2 separate regions of the Mus musculus genome follow, and region 2 is linked to region 1. Evidence: chromatin contacts called from public promoter capture Hi-C data. All regions are on one chromosome and are shown on one strand. Each heading gives the region's core, a stretch centred on a gene start, on an enhancer-like site or on the middle of the called end of the contact. The rest is flanking DNA. Distances are from core to core; before and after follow the strand shown. Region 1 holds the start of Irf9 (interferon regulatory factor 9). Region 2 holds the start of Cideb (cell death-inducing DNA fragmentation factor, alpha subunit-like effector B).

Region 1 (3,322 bases), core at 295-2,794:
TTATGGACCATATTCCACTTTTGTAAAAAGCAGGGCAGCAAGATCTTCATTGTGCCTTCATCAGTCATTGTGCCTCTGAAACCATCTCCAGCTGCTCCTGCTCAAGCAGGATGCCCTGGGCTCAGAGCCCCCTTCCAACACGTATTCCTTCCTTCCTCTTAGGGGGCTGCAGAGTGATGGAGCAGAAGGAGGTCCATAGTGGGTTCAGGGATGAAGCTTGCGGCAAGGAAACTCCACCTGGCTATGCCGGCCTATGTCAGTGAGTGCCTGCCAGCGCATGGAGCGTGGCATTGGGAGCAGGGCTAGGCTGCCCAGGCAGTAAGCTGAGGTCTCTGGGGCCATTTGGTCCTTCACACAGTAGGAGGGAGCAAGAGAGGGGGCCCCCTGGCCAAGTGTGCAGATGGGTAGTGGCAGGCAGCATAAGAGACTGACTGACACTGCCTGCAAGTTTAGCAGGCAGAGGGGCTAATGGTTTTGCTCAATAAGAATCCCAATGTGTCCAGGACGGCCAGGGCCATTTGCATAGAGCAACACTGTCTCAAAACAACAACAAAATCCCAGTGTGGTCCAGTGAGACAACTGTGTGTGTTGGAAAAGGTACTTAGTGCCGAGTAGGGGGACCAGAGTTCTGTCCCCCAAATCCACACGGTGAAAGGAGAAGACCAACTCACACGTTGCCCTCCATCTTGCATATGTTCACCGAGACAGGGAGTGCCAGTGAGTGCGTACAACATAACACAATAAAAACAAGGTGTTGGGCGCATGTGGTTAATATCAAACGGAAGAATAAATACTCTGCTCTCTCATCTCCCCAGGGCACACTACAAAGAGTATCTCGTGAGCCTCATCAATGCCCATTCACTGGACCCAGCTACCTTGTATGAAGTGGAGGAGCTGGAGACAGCCACTATTCGCTACCTACATTTAGCTCCTCAGCCCGCGGATGGAGAGGATCTGCCTGCTTACCAGGCCCGGCTATTACAGGTAAAGCTGTCACATCCAGCTTTTTCCCTGCCCTTCCAAAAGTCACCTGTGACAGCCTATTTTCTCCACTGCAGGTTTCCAATATCATTATCCTCTGTCCTTTGCAGAAGCTGAGAGAAGAGGTACCCTTGGGACAGAGTATTGCCCGCAGAAGAAAGTAGTAGCAGAGAGCCGGGTCCTGATGGGACTTCCTGACCCAGGCCTCAGCAGCAGTTCCAGCACCAATAAAGAGGCATCTTATGGCCTAGGCTTCTTGGTGGTCCTTCTTCCTGGCCTCAGCATCCCGGGGCATTAGGGAAAGGGAGGGGGGAGAGGGACAGAATCCTGTTGGAAGGGCAGCCTACCGTAATCCAACCACCCCTGGACTCCTTCCTGGCTGGGAAGATGTGAAACACCGCGGAGGAACAACAGAGACCCTCCACATCTAGCCACCTGGCTTGGGCTCAGCGTCCTCTTTTCCCATCATTGACTTCGGCTGCTCTGTGAGAATAACCTAACATTTACCAAGCAGACACGGTTGGGGAGCACACATCAGCCTCCGGGTCTGATCTGGAGATAACCTTCCTGGGAACCAGACACGGGGCGTAGTTCTGGGAGGAAGGAGGAGTCTCACAGAGCCACAGGCCCAAGGTGCTACTGCTGACTGAGGCTGCTTCCCTCTGGTGGTAACCGCTTGCCCTGCAACTCAGACCACGTGGTTTCTAGGAAATGCACCTCCCCGGAGGAGAATTGAAACTTAGGGTGGGGACTGTAGAAAGGGGAGGAGAGATCAGAAAAAGCCTAGAACCTGCTAAGCCTGGGACCTTTTCAGCGGCTCAGGTAAGAGCAACTCTGCGTCTGCGGCGGGGACCAACTGGGAGCGATGAGAGGGGGCTGGTGAGGGCTTCCAGAGCCCTGAGCTGCAGGGAGAGTCAGAGTGGCTTGTGAATCTGAAAGTAGATGTGGCCTGAGAGACTGATATCACAGGGCCAGACTGGCTGCCAACTTAACTGTTGAGGAAGGTCTACAAAGGCCTTAGTTGACCTTTGTTTTTCTTGCCTCAGGCCCTGCCCATTTCTTCAGCTCCGCCCTTGCCCCCAGCTGCTGCCCCACCTACCCCTCTAGCAAAGAGGGGTATGGTAAGGAGAAGGTCAGTAGGCTGGGGAGATAGATGCCTTAGGAGCAAATGTTGCCTCTGTAGATGCTTGGGAGCTAAAACTCTGCCACAAGGAACAAGTCATTAAGGGAATTCTCCTAAATAATACATGTCTGAAACACTTCAACTTATCAAGACCAAATGTCTGAGGTTTCCTTTCAGGTGTAATAACGAGGAATATTCAAAAGAAGTTTTAAGAAATAGTTTTTAACCTCTGGGGATGTTTCTAGAGAGAAAAGAACATGGAAGGGTCTTCAGGGAAGGGCTTCTGCGTGAAGCTGGCCCCGGTGGCCAGGGGTTTGCAAGTTGTTGGTTCTCCCTGGGCATGATGGCGGCACATATCTTTGATCCCAGCACTTCAGAGGCAGGTGGATCTCTTGAGTTTAAGTCCAGTTTGGTGTATACAGTGAGTCCCAGGCCAATCAGGATAACATAGTGAAGTCTGGTCTCGAAATGAAAAGAGTTCTCATATATCTTGCTTCCTCTTCCTAGGATGGCCTCAGGCAAAGTACGCTGCACCCGAAAGCTGCGGAGCTGGATCGTGGAGCAGGTGGAGAGTGGCCATTTCCCAGGGGTGTGCTGGGACGATGCAGCCAAGACCATGTTCCGGATTCCCTGGAAGCATGCAGGCAAGCAAGACTTCCGAGAGGACCAGGATGCTGCCATATTCAAGGTGAGAGTTCCTGAAGGCACCCCAAAGCACTTTTGTCTGTTTGGGGTTTGGATAAAGGAAATACTAGAAAGTAGAACCTGGGCTGGTGAGATGGCTCAGCGGTTAAAAGCAACTGGCTGCTTACTCTTCCAGAGGTCCCGAGTTCAATTCCCAACAACCACATGGTGGCTCACAACCATCTGTAATGGGATCTGATGCCCTCTTCTGGTGTGTCTGAAGACAGTTACAGTGTACTCATATAAATGAAATAAATCTTAAAAAAAAAAAAAAAAAAGAAAAGAAAAAAGAAAAAGAAAGAAAGTAGAACCAACCATGTCTTTTGGAGAGACATGGTCAAAATTGACTAAGGATTTCAAACCCGCAATAACAGAATACAAACCCAGTGTAGGCTCATCTGATTTCAGGCCCCAAAGCCTGTGCAAGGCAGCCGTTTGGAGGGACATCTGGGTTATATAATACTTTCTTTTCTTCATGACATCTCTTATTAGGCTTGGGCACTGTTTAAGGAAAAGCACAAAGATGGGGACATA
Region 2 (3,322 bases), core at 552-3,051, 150 kb after region 1:
CCACCACGTGGTTGCTGGGATTTGAACTCAGGACCTCTGGACGAACAGTCAATGCTCTTACCCACTGAGCCATCTCTCCAGCCCCTAAATTTTTATTGTTAAATGTTTATGGGAACTATGCTTATGTGAATGTGTGGAGAAGAGGGCATTGGATTCTCTGGAGCTGGCGTTACGTGGTTGTGAGCCACCAGGTAGGTGCTGGGAAACTCAACCTGGGTCTCTGGAAGAGCAGTGCATGCTCTTCACTGCTGGGCTCTCTCTCCTTTCCCTCACCTCTTTTCGTAGGGACCACATGAGAAAATACTCCAAAAGGCAGGCCCAGTCCACTGTGATTTGGGGAAGAAAGCCACCTAACCTCAAGTCACCTAGCACAACACACCTCGGGCTGCTTCCCTCCTTAGGGCAGGCCACTCTAATCTCCAGAGGATTCTGCTTAGCTTTACTAACTAGATTGTTAAATAAACATCTGCTCCAGTTGTCTGTTGACTGACCTCATTAAAAAGATAAAAGCTGAGATACATCCCCTGTCCATGTCTGTCAACTATAAGGACTTTCCATTTATTCAGTAATTGTAAAAGACAGTTTATTCGACCCTTGTGTAGACAAACTGAAGGCTGGAGCTGCGCTTCAGAAGAAATTGTTTGCCCAGTCTGCTGAAAGACCTGGCTTTGATGCCCAACATTGAAAGAGTTTTTTTAGGTTTTGAGGCATGCGTCTTTAATCTCAGTGTTTGGAAGCCTGAAGCAAGAGGATTCTATTCTTGAGTTCAAGGTCAGCCTGAGCTAAAAAGTGAGAGCCTGTTTGAAAAACAAAACAATAGGTTTTGATAGGTTGAATATTTTCCCATTGTTTGACAGCTAACAAGTGGCAGAAACAGGATTTGAAATTGGCTTTTTCATAGAAATCAAGGGCTGGGAATTTAAATCGGTGGCAGAGCCCTCGCCTAGAGTTTTGATTCCTAGCACTATGAAAAGACATACAAGTTGCCATGACTTCTGAGCCCATCTCTCCAGCCCTTGTTACCTACTGTTCCTCTGCCAAAGAAAGCCTACTACTCAGAGACTAATTTACTCAAATGCAAACAGGTCACTGGCTTACTGTTTCTTCGACCTCTGAAGGTGTGGCAATCATGGAGCCTGCACACTTCCTGCTCCCTGACCCCACTATCATGAGTCCCATGGCTTCCTTGTTCTAGGAACCCAGAAGTTTGACCACTTACCTTATCTAGCAGTTCTTGGAGGCTGGCAGCTGTCAGTCCTTTCCGGACTGTCCGCTTATGATCACAGACACGGAAGGGTCGCTGAGGTGGAGGAGCTGAGTTCCAGACCCTACGGCTTAACTCCGAGCTCACAGTGGATACTGACCTGATGGTTGGAAACAAAACAGGAGTAAGGAGGGGGGGGGGGTTGGCAAACTTGTTGATAATGGTGGGGGGTGGGGTAGCTAGAGGGTCTAGGTTTACAGATCCAAAGGAGAGACTTAGAGGGAGAACAAAATAGTAATTTAAGAGTCAGAGGGAAAAAGAGAGAAATCTGTAGAGGAGATAGGGAAGTGAGTCTTCCTGGGCTGTTTTGCCTTGTCTGCCCATATCCCTAGGGTTGACATATAGAGGCAAGGGTTAGACATCACCTTAGCAGGCCATTGGGGTTGAAGGCTGAAAGGTACTCCATGCAGAGGGATGGGGGAGGTGACTCTCTCCCTGTTGCTTTGGGGCTGGGTGCTTCTCTGTTGTTCTTGCTTTTTTGTATAAAGCTGAGATCTTAGCCCTGGTAAAGTGAGAGGTGAGTCAAGCGTGGACTCTGACCCCCTTGCCTGGTCAGTAAGAGGGACAAAGTCGAAGAGGGTAGGAGGAGGAGCCTATGTGAAGTGGTAGAAGTAACCAAAGTCCGCCGTTTGTGTCTCTTTAGAGATGTGAAGGATGAAGTTAGATATTTGATCCGCCGCCCCCTCATCCAAATACAGTTTTACTTTATAGTCCACACTGGCCACCTTGAACTCATCTTCCTATTAGAACAGCGTTAGAACAGTTTCTGGCCCACAATCCCAGAGATGGAACATTCCATGTGAGCCCTGCTGACTGCCGCCACCTACTGGAAAGTTATAAACTTCAGTCTTTGGAAAAGCCTGGGCTAAATGTGCTGAAGAGACTTGGAGACTATGAAAGGAGGGACACTGTGTCTGATGAGAGACTGGATTCTGATCTACAGAACCAGCATCACCAGGATCCTTTCTGGAACCCTGGCCTTCCTGCGTATCCGCTCTTTGGTTGGAGAAGGATTGGCTAAACATTTTTTCTTTCTGGCTTTATTCTCTTGAAATGCCTGCTTCAGTGTCTATGAGCCAACACTACTCTCATCTTTTTTGGTTTGCTAATTAAAAATGTATCTCCAGCAGGGCAGTGGTGGCGCACACCTTTAATCCCAGCACTTGGGAGGCAGAGATGGGTGGATCTCTTGAGTTCGAGGCCAGCCTGTCCTACAGAGTGAGTTCCAGGACAGTCAGGACTGCACAGAGAAACCCTGTCTCAAAAGACCACCCCTCACCCCCAAAATGTATCTCCAGCTATGATCCCCACTACACTAATCAGAGGAGTGTCAGGACTTTAGCCTTTAGCACAGAGAGAGAGACAGAGAGAGAGAGAACACATGCATATGGAAGCTGGAGGACTTGGATATTGTTCCTCGGGTAACAACTTTTTCTTTATTTTCTTTTTATCTTTCTTTTTCTTTTCTTCCTTCCTTCCTTTCTCTCTCTCTTTCTTTCTTTCTTTCTTTCTTTCTTTCTTTCTTTCTTTCTTTCTTTCTTTCTTCCTTCCTTCCTTCCTTCCTTCCTTCCTCCTTCCTTCCTTCCTCCCTCCCTCCCTCCCTTCTCTCTCTCTCTCTTTCTTTCTTTCTTTCTTTCTTCCTTCCTTCCTCCTTCCTTCCTTCCTTCCTCCCTCCCTCCCTCCCTTCTCTCTCTCTCTCTCTCTCTCTCTCTCCCTTCCTTTCTTTCTTTCTTTCTTTCTTTCTTTCTTTCTTTCTTTCTTTCTTTCTTTCTTTCTTTCTTTCTTTCTTTCTTTCTTTCTTTTAGACAAGGTCTTCAATAGGCCTGGAAATTGCTGTGCTGGTTAGGATCATTGGCCAGTGAGCCCTAGAAACCCACTTGTTTCCATCTGCCAACACCAGGATTACAACCCATGTACCCCTTTAAGATGGTTTCTGGGTGCCGAATACAGGTCCTCACACTTGTATAGCAAGGACTGAGCCTCTCCTCAGTCTAAGAATTTTAGTTGTGATGGCCAAGGTTTCATGTCTGATGTTAACTGTAGCCACGATGGATAATT

Evidence for each region. Capture Hi-C pulls out chosen DNA fragments and counts their contacts.
Region 2: a promoter capture Hi-C map of liver shows a contact between it and region 1. The contact joins the promoter of Cideb here to the promoter of Irf9 in region 1. A contact is called at or near these places in 26 of 39 promoter capture datasets (the 3T3-L1 cell line, 3T3-L1-derived adipocytes, the C10 cell line and 16 more), 2 of 15 datasets of contacts at CTCF or cohesin (large pre-B cells and pro-B cells), 26 of 484 Hi-C or Micro-C datasets (B cells, the C10 cell line, CD4 T cells and 16 more), 32 of 115 datasets of contacts at active chromatin or transcription factors (the 230-238 cell line, the HPC-7 cell line, the SCID.adh cell line and 18 more) and 5 of 9 other capture datasets (adipose tissue, embryonic stem cells, liver and 2 more).

Annotation. Positions count from the first base shown.
Region 1 is chr14:55,602,441-55,605,762 of GRCm38.p6, forward strand. Irf9 (interferon regulatory factor 9) reads left to right here and starts at 1,545. Exons shown (of 9, transcript NM_008394.3): 1 at 1,545-1,803; 2 at 2,612-2,792; 3 at 3,281-3,322. The coding sequence starts at 2,613. It overlaps Rnf31 (ring finger protein 31), which reads left to right. Exons shown (of 21, transcript NM_194346.3): 19 at 163-259; 20 at 816-984; 21 at 1,092-1,234. The coding sequence ends at 1,145.
Region 2 is chr14:55,756,623-55,759,944 of GRCm38.p6, forward strand. Cideb (cell death-inducing DNA fragmentation factor, alpha subunit-like effector B) reads right to left here and starts at 1,802. Exons shown (of 5, transcript NM_009894.3): 1 at 1,630-1,802; 2 at 1,220-1,364. The coding sequence starts at 1,670. It also overlaps a transcript of Ltb4r2 not described here.